Regions from separate parts of the Mus musculus genome. Here region 2 is linked to region 1. The links are chromatin contacts, called in public Micro-C maps. All regions are on one chromosome and are shown on one strand. The core of a region is the stretch at or near the end of the contact, and the rest is flanking DNA. Distances in the headings are between cores, read along the strand shown. Region 1 has its middle 120 kb from the start of Prl. Region 2 has its middle 31 kb from the start of Prl.

Region 1 (6,599 bases), core at 2,317-4,816:
TAAATACACATAGCACAAAGGAAAAGACCAATGGGAGTTCTGTTGGAAGAACTGAATGACAGAGACTTGTATAAGAAGTTAGTAACTTCATGTGGTGCCCTTGAATAGCAAACTTTGAACTAAACAAATACAAAAATGAATAAATGTGTGTGTCTATCTGTGTGTGTGTGGGGGGGGGGTTGTAGTGTGTGTGTGCTCATCTGTGTATTGTCTGTGTGGGTATGCATATATGTGATTATGGGCTGCAGCACATGTGAAAACAACTTCAGGTATTAGGGCCCCATCTTCTGCCTTGTGTGACACATGCCCACTTTGTGGCTTTCTCTACGGTACAGTCTCCACTGAGCATCCTGTGAGTCTTCAGTGGTTCCACTATCTACACTTTCCATCTTGCCAAAGAAAGGCTAGGATTTCAGACACAAAGCATTGGGCTTACAGTTATATAACAATCACTAACTTCTGAGACATAACTAACTCTTAGCCCAGAATTATTTTAAATGAAAGGAATACTTGGTTTTAAGTTCTTAATTTTGATTTTAATTGCAGCACACAGGTCTGAGTGACCTTTGGAAATATTCTAACTTGCCATGGTTATCAGACCTCACTGTGAGTTTAGCTTCATGTAAACCAGTAAGCCGATAGCACTGTCTGACTGACTTCTTTTTCTTCCATTTTAACTTCACCACAGTTATCTTCCCAAGTATAAGCCTTTACCCTTAGCTAATAGGAACCTAGGATAGAGAGCTGGGCATACAATTACAGCTAGTCAGGAGACTGAGGCAGAGGGAACACAGACTTTAGACCAACCTGAACTATACAGTGAGTTCAACACCAGCCCAAATAACCTCGTGAGCCTTTGTGTGGAAAGAAGGCAACAACAAAACAATCAAATAAACAAGCACCCAGCAAGACAGCTGGGAATATTCAAGTATCTGAACAGAGTGTGTCAAAATAAGGTAGCAATATGGTTGGCAATATATCTCGGGGTTGAGTACTTCACAAGGCAAAGGGCTTCTGCTCAATATCCAATAAACATAAAATACACTCTCACACTCACATGCACACACGCGTGCACACACACACACACACACACACACACACACACACACACACACACACACTGAAAAGGGAGGAAAGAACAGGAAAGGCAGGTGCCTACAAATGAAGATATCATCCTGCTTCAGGCTGTGAAAGAAAGCTTCTTAATTTTTCCACATGAAGCTGCTCTATCAATGTGCTGTCAATCTCATTCTTTCCTGTATTATTGAAGGATTTGGGTCATGTTTTCCTTCAATGCAGCAGCTGGGCATTAGAGAAAACAGCCCAACTTCCAGAGCACTTTTGCCCCTGCTTGCTCATGAAGGGTCACAAGCTGCTCATTCCGTGATACCCACTCTGTGGTCAATGGCGGAAGCAATCTCGTGAAGACTTGCACATAGAGGAATTGAACATCAGCCTGAGGTCTTTTCCCCTGGTTTACTGTCATCAGCTTATAGTCCTTTGTCCAAATCAAGACAGGCAGGTCCAGAAATCTGCTGCCTCAGTTTCCTATTTAAAATAAATTAAGACTCAGAATTAGCGAAAGAAAATGGATTTATTTACAATTTAGCAAAATGGAAAGAAAAAGCCACAGCTTCTCTCCCCGACCATCCACCCCCACAGCTGTTACCCTTCTATAGAAAAGAATGAAACAAAACCTGGAAATAGGCATGTTAAATTAACAAAGAGATAAGTTTTCAAGATTGTGAAATCTCTTTCTGGGAGGCAAGACTTTCCTTTGCCTGGGTCTGTTCAGTTTTTCCCTTCCTCAAGTAGGGTGTTCTTAGGGGTCTCCCACCTCTTTTGTTTGTGTTTCTGGTCCTGGAATTTGTTTTATGGATTGGACTTGAGTCACACATCTGATGATACCCCTGCCATATATGCCTCCCAAAAGCTGTGTATCACTTGCCTGGTTGTGGTATCTATTATCTTAAGATCTCTCCTTCAATGTTTAGCCAAAGAAAGGGGCACTTGTCTCTAAGTCTCTCTCTTTTGATTACCCCTCTCTCTACAGGGCAGAATCATAGCCCTATAGCTTAGAACACTTGACCAAATTGTCCACATGGCTATCATCCCTAGCATAAAACTTGTATGCATTCTCCTTTCTTTGGGTTTAAATTTCCTTACAAGTATTTCTAAATCGTATACAATTTGTATTAGTTTATTTTGCATGCTTTGCTCTTTTTAATCTAAAATAAGGGTCCCAACCATGAATTTTGTAACCAGTCAAGGAAAAATATATATATATTTAAATCTTCTGTAGTACTTCAGAGAATTAAACTCAATTACATCTCAAAACAGGAATTATCTTGTTCATCTGGATTATTGCTGCTAACATTGTCACATGGAAATCTGATGCTGCCTTAAAATTAACATATTAATAACTGTGGTTCTCTTCTCTCTTCCTTGAAGCCAACCAGCCACAAGACTTCACAATTTGCCTTCTGTCCCCAACAATATGAGCTTCACTCAAAATTGTTCTAGCAAATGTATGTTAGTAGTTGAGCATAAACACAACCTGCAAAACACACAACAATCTGTCAAACAAACAAACAAACAAACAAACAAACAAACCTTCAGTTCTTTCTGGTTGTCTCTTGCTTCACTGAAAAAACCAAGATAGCAAAGCCAACCTAGCCTGCTAAAGAAAGCCAAATGCCTAAAAATCAAAAGGCCTCAGTTGTCCTGACTGATTTCCTTAGGGACTGTTTCGTAAATTCATGAAGGTTAGTGAGTCCAGCTAAGACCAGAACTGTACAGTCAAGTCCCTCTGAGCACATCAAAATCGCTGACCTGGAGACATGATCAAAACCTACCACTTTCTCTTTAAAACCACAGACTTTAGGGTGATTTGTCATATAGTATTGTAGCAATTAAAGAAATCGTTAAAAGGGTAAATTTTTTCTATGTAATTTTAGGATTTCTTTAGGGTTCCAAACTTAATTTTTCAGGGGAAATAAGAATAAAAACTGCAGAACAGTTGTTTGACTATGAGTAAATTTTCAGGAGACTTGGTAGTCTGTGAAATGAGGTATACTACAGCAGGAAACTGAAATTTTAAGGTAAGTCTCCATTCTTTTCAAGTATAAAACAGTGGTTAGTTGTTCACAGTATTTTTCTTTATTTATGAAGAAATTTATGTCACTATATTATTCTATTCTATAAATGAAAATGCCAGACTTTTTTCAAAGGTTTTTTTTTTTTTTAATGAGCGATACATGCTAGTTTGAAAATTCAGCTAGTTTGAATCTATGCTAGTTTGAAATTTCATTGCATTCGAATTCATATGAGTTTTGTTAGCAGAGTAGAAAGTTTCTGATATTCCTACTCTTCTAAAGTGTGTGTGCTTTTGTAAGGAAGCTAGTTAAGCATTACTAGGCTTAGAGCTATTGATAATGGTATCCTGCTTCATAGCCTGCATGCAGCCAGCAGCATAAATGCCTGGGACACTTGGAATTCAGCTGCTGGGCAGAAGAGTAGGATCTGAGTCATATCCTCTGGCTCAGCAAAGAGATGTGAGAGCTAGGACTTCATAGATAAGGATCTGAACTTTACTGTAGGGGTTCTTGATGACACAGAATGACTATAACAGAAGCATTCTGTTCAAGAAAAGGACATACCATTCTAAATTTGCATCTTTGAGTTTGCTCCAGTAAGAGTCATTCCAATCAGGGACCACCTGGACACCCCAAAAACCATACAGGGAAGTCCTTTTTCCTTCAGAGATTTTACAAGAATAATTAAAATCTTAGCTAGGAATGTAGGAGAATGGTCTCTGGCCACTGTTGGCTCCCAAGGCCTATTATGTGCACTCGGCTTTGCAGCAATATTACAAAGGATGGGGTGTGTCCATACACAGATCTCAGTGGTATACTCTTAGGCATGGAAAGGTGATTCTAATGACTTTAACACAGATCACCTACTTCCATGTTTTTGGAAGAAAATAAAGTTCACAGCAAATGGATGGAATAAGGCAAGAAGCAGAGCTTGTGTGTGTGTGTATTTATTGTATCTTAAAGTAGCTTATTTTGAGGAGAACTTGGGGTTATTAAACCGACTTCAGTTCTAATTTAGATTCTTACTCATTTTTACTCACATGTATTTGGCCTTCTCTCTGCCAAAAGTACCAGAAGGATGAGCAATCGCCTAGCCAGGAAAGGTCTGCGACCTCTCCAGGAAAGGAAACAAGAAAGGTAGGACAGGAGTCACAGAGTATGGGAAAGAACATGGCTGCCCTCTAGTTTGTTTTAGAGCACTTTTGTCACATATCACAAGCTGTGCAGATTATAACATGCAATCAAAGGAACTTGCTTCCCAGCATCACCCTTCCTATGTAAACAGGGTAAAAAAATTTGGTTAGAAAATAATTAATTTTTTTATGTTTACATAATATTGAAGTGTTTCTTTTTGCATATAATATTCACATAATAAAATACACACTTGAAGCAATGCTAAATTGTATGCATAAAAGGGCCAAGGCAAAGTTTCATGTGTGTGTACATGAGATAGATGAAGGGGAGTCATCTCTCCCTAGAGAACAGGGCAGCCTTAAACCTCTCTACATTTACTAAGGACTGTTACCATTAAACATACAGCTCTTTAAGCTGCTCAATGTTTTTCCACCAATCAAAGAAAACACTTGGTGGGACTTGTAGCTACATAGGTAGCAGAGGATGGCTTAGTCGGTAATCAATGGGAGGAGAGGCCCTTGGTCTTGTGAAGGTTCTATGCCCCAGTATAGGGGAATGCCAGGGCCAGGAAGCAGGAGTGGGTGGGGTGGGGAGCAGGGGGAAGGAGGAGGAGATAGGGGACTTTCAGAGAGGAAACTAGGAAAGGGGAGAACATTTGAAATGTAAATAAAGAAAATACCTAATAATTTTTTCCAACATAATACTTTTATTAATGATTTGGGAATTTCACAAAATATACCCCAATTATACCCACTTTCCAGTCTTCAAAGGTCTGCCTCCCTACACTTGTGACACCCTTTCCCCAAAAAACCACAAATCTAATTTTTGTTGCCCACATACTCAGTGGGACATGGTCAACCTCCCAGTGGCCAGTCCCCTTAAAGAACACTGAGCCCTTCCCCACCTACACCCTAGCCAGAAGCCATCAGTTATGGAGACCTACATTTCCACATATTTATCATAATTTGTAAGAGTTCCCTTCAATGGCTTCCTGTTTATGATATTACCATTTTGAGTGGTGTGTAGAGGGAGGTTGTCATTCTGGAAACATGCCTTTTGATGCTTATCTCCAGTCAATTGGAAATAAAGTTGGACAAGGAGAATTTGATTTCCTGACAACACTTCTTTTTTCTTCTTTGACTCTTCTGAGCAAAAGCACTGTTCATCAAACAGAAGGACATACTCTTCTGTACTCTGATCATTTTGAACACCCCACCTATGCTTTGAGAAAACTCACCAAAATCACAACTGATCATTCTGACTCCAAAGGGGTTATCATAAATGAGACTGCTCAGACAGTTTATAGCAGTCTTCTTTCACATTTGTCACTGAACTCTAAATGACTCTGTAACCATTTCCATAAAGGACAGAAGGAGCACTTCCTCCAGGAACCTAGGAACTGCTTTGACTAGTGCAAAAGAGACATTGTAAAGAATGTTGCAAACACAGACTTTCAGTTCCCTGAGGTTTGCTGTAGTTTGTGAAAATACAAACCCTCCTTGACACACAAAGTTTTCTGTGACTACTACGAATATAATCCCTCACCTTGAATGCATGCATTTCTGCAATCAGTGTAAATACCCCTTTCTCCCTGTATAATAGGTTATCCAGGCTTCCTTGGTGAACAAATGAGGAAGTGTCTTCTTGTCCTGGTTCCACTAGTATAGCTGTGTAGAACCCAATGGAGTATTTCTCTCAGGTGTTCTTTTCCTTTATAGCTTAGACTGAGCTAGTAACAAGAGAATGACAAAGAGATAGCCACGTAGTAACAGTGTTAGAAACAAGAAAGCATTAGTACTAGTGATAGCTCAACAGTCAGCAGGCCTGGCTATAGTCATGAAAGAGCAGCTGTCTGATAACTGTAGAAGATGCAGTAGCACAATTAGAGATTGGAATTAGGCAGGAACAATGGATAGAGCTGAGGCTCAAAAAAGATAGAAATCTATAAAGACAAAGAAAGAGAAACTGCAGACCATTGTCCACAGGAGAATTTCAGAGATCTGCGAGATCTTTAGAACCAAAATCGTCTGATGCTACACAGGCCTAGGAGTGGAAACACTGGCTGCTTTTGAGGCATGATGACTCCTCATCATAAGGCCTGTCCAGAAGCATGGGGATTCCCAATTTCCCAAGCCCATGCAGGGAATATGATTAAAGGCCCAAGGCTTATGGAAGGGCTTTAACATGACAGGAACCTGCCTGCTGCTGTTTCCTGTTTCCTACAGCTGGCCCATTGAATTTGGAAACTGCTAGAGGTCCATTCTCAAAATCTTCTTCATCCTGTCGACATTTCTTACAGTTTAGAATAAAAAGGCCTTAGTCACAAACTCATAAATATACTGAATGCTTCGTATTTCCTATTGAAACACC
Region 2 (6,599 bases), core at 2,170-4,669, 86 kb before region 1:
TAACTACCAACAAAATGCGATCCCGTCCCCGGAAAGGCTCCTTCTTATCTTACACTACTGACTATGTGACCATGGGCAGGAGCAGGATGACTTAGACTGCTTTCTTCTCTACTGTTTTTTTTACCTCGTGGGACAGAAAAGGTTGCTTTTAATCATACTGACTGATGCCCAGGACTTTAGGTTAATCTTTGACTCATGCTGGTGTTAATTTGCTGCTGCTGCTGCTGCTGCTACTGTTGTTTAATTCCCACATCTGATCATTATGGTCCTCATACTTTTTTTCCTGGTAGTTTAGACTTTTCTGTTAATTGAACAAATGGTCAAGTGACATAAAAGTACTTTTCAATTTTAACATAAGTGCAATTCTAACTTGTTGAAACTGATGGGTTGTTTTCATTTTTTCTTAATGTGTAATAGCAAATAAACCATATACAGGTGATTATTATCCTTAAATCTGAGGATAAGTTCTGATCAATTGCCAAGGATCAGCCTTGGCTTGAAGAGGGATTTTGAGGAAGGGGTTTCTAGGAGAAGCAAAACATCTGACTAGAAGTTCAATCATGGGTCCAAGCAGCTCAAGCTGCTGCCCTTTTGTTTTGCTGGAGATAACTTTCCAACATGCTTTTTCTCTGTTGTGCTTGCTACCCTACCCTACCCTACCCTTCCCTTCCCTACCCTTCCCTTCCCTTCCCTACCCTTCCCTTCCCTTCCCTTCCCTTCCCTTCCCTTCCCTTCCCTTCCCTTCCCTTCCCTTCCCTTCCCTTCCCTTCCCTTCCCTTCCCTTCCCTTCCCTTCCCTTCCCTTCCCTTCCCTTTCTTCCTCTTACAAGATCATATGAGCTCTCTCTTTTCTTATGAGCTCTCTTTCTCTCTCTCTCTCTCTCTCTCTCTCTCTCTCTGTGTGTGTGTGTGTGTGTGTGTGTTGTGTGTGTGTGTTCTGCTCAAGACAATTCTCCAAGCAGTTTTTTCTTGCTATTCTAAACAATTCTCTGAATATCTCATCTCTAGCAGATCATAAGACCAGTCTTTTATTTTACATATCAATCTCAATCCAGTCATTTACATGTTTCCTTTTTCTTATCCTATGATTCAGCATCCCGTGAACCCAGCCCCTTAACTCTTAGGAGACAGCAAGGATATATTTTCTTCTAACATTGCAAAAGAATTCAGAACTCTGCCTGCCTTAGTTAAGCACACATCCTTAACTGGCTGGGTGGGACCTTGTCCTGAAATTTCCATTTCTGGTGTTCCTGGACCTGGACTCTCTGTGCCCCAGGCTGACCTTGAACTCAATAATCTGTCTGTTTTTGTATCTTTCTGATAAACTGCCTCATAGTGTAGCTACCTCTGCTCCGTTAGAGTCCTGAAGCCCATCACAATTCATATTGCATCCTTATATTTTGCATAGTTGAGAAATTATATCTTTTTGAACTCATGTTCTTTTCTATAGCCTTAAGGGCTGTCCTGAATGTCCCAATGTTTACCATTTTGCTGAGACATCAGCCACACCTTTTGGATTCCTGCAGTCTGATTATCATGGAGTCATTAACATTAACAAGGAGGACATTCCTCAAAGAAGGAATGTACAATATGTACATTACTACTCAAAAGAGCCAGGGCCCAGAACCTTGTCATTCTGTTCCTACCAAGGCCATGATGGACCCAGAAATCAGTAGTTGGTGTTACTTAAAGAAAAACACATATAAAACAGTGCTTATGATTGGGTAACAGAAACACTTCAGTGGATAAAATGCTTGTATAAGTATGAGGACCTGAGTTCCTTGCCCCATCATCCCTTATAGTTGTGTGTATGACACAGGAAGAAAGGAAGACATCAAATGTCAACCTATGTCATACCCAAGTAAGATTCCCCCCACTAGCCTGGTACCCCCACCACCAGAATGCATACACCACAAATATGAACATAAATATAAATATGCCACACATATACACCCATTCATATGTCACATGAACATGCATATACCACAAACACAAAAACAAGCATATACCAAATACAGGAAGGTATACATGTGCACACACATACATACAATACACACATGCAAACACACAAATATAAACCAGAAATTCAATACAGTTTTCAAGAAAAAAAAACAAAGAAATTCTGCTCAGTTTCCAAGTTTGAATTTTTTCCTAACGTTAAGAATCATTTTAAAATTTCATATTAACATACTAAGAGGCACAGAGTGTTCTGGCATCCTTTGCATGAATCTCTTTACCATGAATGCAAGGGACTTTTCTGGTGGGTTTTTGTTTTGTTTTGTTTTGTTTTTGTTTGATTTTGTTTTGTTTTGTTTTTGTTGTTGTTGTTTCTTGTTTTGTTTTTTTTTATTTTTTATTTGTCTTCAGAATTTCAGCACAGAAAACCCACTAATGTGTCAGAACTATCTCCAATTTCATGATCCCTAGTATATGACTTTTGTACTAGTCATCCATGTCTGAATCAGTGAGTGTATACAACCAGGATTTTATTTTATTATATTATGTTTAAACTCTTAGTCAAGTTGTTTTCAAAGAGGGTTGGAAGCTTTATTTTTAGTATTAAAATGACCCCAAGGTCCTGGGTAAAATGTAGATTCAAGAGCAGAACACATGACCAATTGAGAAACTTTGGCCTTTGGCCCAGAAATATATCTTGGTAGGTCTCTGGCTAAATTTCCACAGAGATTTCTAAATGTTTCCAGTGTACTTTTTATACTTCATCTTATTAACAACATAGGCACACAATGCATGTTCTCAAAGTGATTTTTACAATCTTGGAGTTCACAAAATTTGTCTGATTCACAAGCTCTGACTAAGTAATTTGGAACTCTCAATGCAGAGCGCCTGATCTGTGAGACAGGGCACAGGAAACACTCTGAGATCTGCAAATTCTGTATGCACACCTGCCAGTGATGTATCTAGTTTGATATTTTCTTCTTTTCTTCCCATTAAACAAAGATTGAATTAGCCCAGTGTTTTTTGGGGGATGGTGGTGTATGTGGAATATAAATTAGTTTAATAACCGAATCCATACTTGCTTCTATACTAGATATCTATTGCTTCTCCCTATGGAACATTCTGTTAGTTCTGTTTTCTGAGGGAAGTTCTTTTTTTTTTTTCTTTTAAGAATAATTTATCTTCAACTCAAATCTATGTATTTGTGGTAGTAAGGCTCCTGATATCCTACCTTAAGGATGGCCAACAATTTTAAGCTTGACCAACTATGTGTAGGCAAGGTATGTTGGTGCTGATTGAGAAACCCAGAAATCAGCAGTCACCATTATCCAAATAACAAGTTGAATTCAAGGCCTACTTGAGCTGCATGAGGAAAGCTTCTTCTAAAGATCAAATATAGAACTAGCTGTAGCTGCTCACAGACTGGTACATGACTAATACTGTAAAACCCTATGGCATTTTGAATATAGTTACTAGGAGGAGGGAACTCCAAGCTTCTAGTGGTTACATTTTCAGCCACGTGTGTACAGCATGACTGAAAAGAAAGTCAACATGGACAGAAGATATATTTCTGATTACAAATATTGAGCTCCTGTACCTACAAAAGTTCAAAGTTGACTCCCATGAACATCTCAAAGGTTTCCTTGAAGATCTGCAACTAATATCTTCATCATCTCATCCGTTTACTTAATACCAGAAGGCTTTGCTTTGCCAGCAACTAGGAATTCTACTGTATTTTAATTCCTTTTTCACTGACAGCATAGGGAGCAGTTGGCCCTTGTCCATGACACCAAACCCTCAATTTATAAAACTAGATTATATGGTTTAAGAATCTGATCTTGACTACTTTCTTTTATAAAATACCTTGACCAAAGGCAGCTGAGGAGATGGAAGAAAATGTTTCTTTGGAGTATACTTTCAGATCATTATACTTCTACCTCTTTCCTATCAGAAGTCAGAGCAGGAACTTAAGAGGAACTTGAAGACAACACAATAGGGAATACTGTTTGGTGGCTGTCTCTGAGGTTTATTATTTCTTATAAAGCCCAGTAGTACCTGCCGGGGAAGAGTGTCAGGCACAATAAGCTAAGCCTTCCTACATCAATTAATAGTCAAGACATTGTCCCCACAGGGTATGCTGACAGTCCATTCTGACCTGGGATGTGTCGCGACTGAGTCTCTCCTCTCAGTTAAGGGTGTGGTGAAGTTCAAACAGAAAGTGGATGACACGATGGGATTTAATAGTACAAAGAAAGATTATTAATAAAATAGTAGGGATTGGGTAGCAGTGAATGAACTGCACTCCCTTAGGTTCAAAGAGAGGAGGGGAAGATAGAATGACTAGAATTTGAATACAGAGACTCTCCCTAAAATCACTATGAAGGAGTAGTGCTTTGTGTTAGGAGGACACCATTGAATGTGCAAGTTTCAGGGAATGAATTCACTGACATCATATTTTTTTAATTTTACTGATCTGTTTCTTTCCAGGGCTTTCTAATGACAACATGTAGTGGATAAGGCAAGGATAGGTTATACTGATATGGTCCACAGGACACACTCTGCAGAGACAGGCAGTGTAATGGAAAAGGGTGAGCTGGATCGAGGACAGAGCAAGTAACCATGACCGAAGCTCCTATTTCTAAACTTAAATGAGAATCAATGAAAGAATAAGACCGAGGAAAGTTTAGACTAATTTGGATTTATGATATGTGTCAGTGTAAAAGGGAGGAAAATTAAAATTTGCTTTGCGCTCCTTTTTTCTGCATATTTAATATTCCAGTTCATTAGGAGTTCATCAAGTTTGCTTGAATCCATATTATTGTTTCTAATGAAATGGAAAAAGAAGTTGAGCTAATTTACTAGTTAAATGAAATAATGAACTGGCTTAAATTATGCTTCAAATTTTCTTCAATACTTAAACTCAATAATTTACCCATGTCAGGCTTGAATATAAAATAATAATGACAATAACAATAAAAATCCAGTAATTTCCTTTGTTGTCCAGAAGATTTACATGGCTTTAACCTACTCAGAAACAAGAACTTAGAAATTAGATAGCAGAAAACAGACCAGAATATGTATGTTTTCTTTTGCTTTTATGACATAATTTGTAAATGTAGTTCTGGTATTTCACCTAGTATCTTCACTAAAGAATCATCAATTTGTTTTAGTACTGGGAGAAGAGTTGGGTGTGTGAAAAAAGACAGTGAAGTGCATACAAACAACATATATAAAAATGCTTTATCTACTCAAATAAATCTCTCTGTCTTTGTCTGTCTTTGTCTCTCTGTCTTTGTCTCTCTGTCTCTCTCTGTCTCTCTCTGTCTCTCTCTGTCTCTCTCTGTCTCTCTCTCTCTCTCTATATATATATATATATACAAAATTGAAATTTATTTTCAAGAACTACTTAAAGGTAAATTAATGGCTATTTGCTAATTGTAGCACCTGATTAGAGAACTATAGAGTAAGATTTCCCAGAGAGTAACAGAATACCATGACCCTTGCTACACTCATACACTTGATGTTGGTTAAAACTTCCACCATTTCCATCTAGACTGGGATAAATTTTCCCAGCATTTTTATCCATAGTGATGCAATACATTCCACAAGCAACATAAAATAATCCATGTTTTGCTCACATGTAACAAAAGGGGAACATTAGTGTGAGGTTTATGCTGAGTTCTTCTTTTTATTAATTAATTAATTTATTTATTTATTTATTTTTTATTACATATTTTCCTCAATTACATTTCCAATGCTATCCCAAAAGTCCCCCATACCCGCCCCCCCACGTCCCTACCCACTCATTCCCATTTTTTTTTGGCCCTGGCGTTCCCCTGTAAAGGGGCATATACAGTTTGTGTGTCCAATGGGCCTCTCTTTCCAGAGATGACCGACTAGGCCATCTTTTGATACATATGCAGCTAGAGTCAAGAGCTCCGGGGTACTGGTTGTTCATAATGTTGTTCCACCTATAGGGTTGCAGATCCCTTTAGCTCCTTGGGTACTTTCTCTAGCTCCTCCATAGGGAGCCCTGTGATCCATCCAATAGCTGACTGTGAGCATAAATTTCTGTGTTTGCTAGGCCCCGGCATAGTCTCACAAGAGACAGCTACATCTGGGTCCTTTCGATAAAATCTTGCTAGTGTATGCAATGGTGTCAGCATTTGGAAGTTGATTATAGGGTGGATCCCTGGATATGGCAGTCTCTACATGGTCCATCCTTTCTTCTCAGCTCCAAACTTTGTCTCTGTAATTCCTTCAATGGGTGTTTTGTTCCCAATTCTAAGGAGGGGCATAGTGTCCACACTTCAGTCTTCATTCTTCTTGAGTTTCATGTGTTTAGCAAATTGTATCTTATATCTTGGGTATCCTAGGTTTTGGGCTAATATCCACTTATCAGTGAGTACATATTGTGTAAGTTCCTTTGTGAATGTGTTACCTCACTCAGGATGATGCCCTCCAGGTCCATCCATTTGGCTAGGAATTTCATAAATTCATTCTTTTTAATAACTGAGTAGTACTCCATTGTGTAGATGTACCACATTTTCTGTATCCATTCCTCTGTTGAGGGGCATCTGGGTTCTTTCCAGCTTCTGGCTATTATAAATAAGGCTGCTATGAACATAGTGGAGCACGTGTCCT

The links. A called contact is a pair of places that touch in the nucleus more often than the background predicts.
Region 2: a Micro-C map of embryonic fibroblasts shows a contact between it and region 1, with 2.8 times the contacts expected there. The contact joins two enhancer-like sites. A contact is called at or near these places in 1 of 15 datasets of contacts at CTCF or cohesin (the NIH/3T3 cell line) and 3 of 484 Hi-C or Micro-C datasets (embryonic fibroblasts, muscle stem cells and pancreatic cancer cells).

Annotation. Positions count from the first base shown.
Region 1 is chr13:26,937,563-26,944,161 of GRCm38.p6, reverse strand. No RefSeq gene overlaps it. Among named protein-coding and RNA genes, the nearest start is that of Prl, 120 kb to the left of the region's middle. Within about 2 kb of position 3,566, at least 36 of the 459 cell types and tissues checked have an H3K27ac peak or open chromatin away from gene starts, as enhancers often do. A contact at or near this core is called in the NIH/3T3 cell line, embryonic fibroblasts and pancreatic cancer cells, where this site is marked.
Region 2 is chr13:27,023,646-27,030,244 of GRCm38.p6, reverse strand. No RefSeq gene overlaps it. Among named protein-coding and RNA genes, the nearest start is that of Prl, 31 kb to the left of the region's middle. Within about 2 kb of position 3,419, at least 26 of the 459 cell types and tissues checked have an H3K27ac peak or open chromatin away from gene starts, as enhancers often do. A contact at or near this core is called in the NIH/3T3 cell line, embryonic fibroblasts and pancreatic cancer cells, where this site is marked.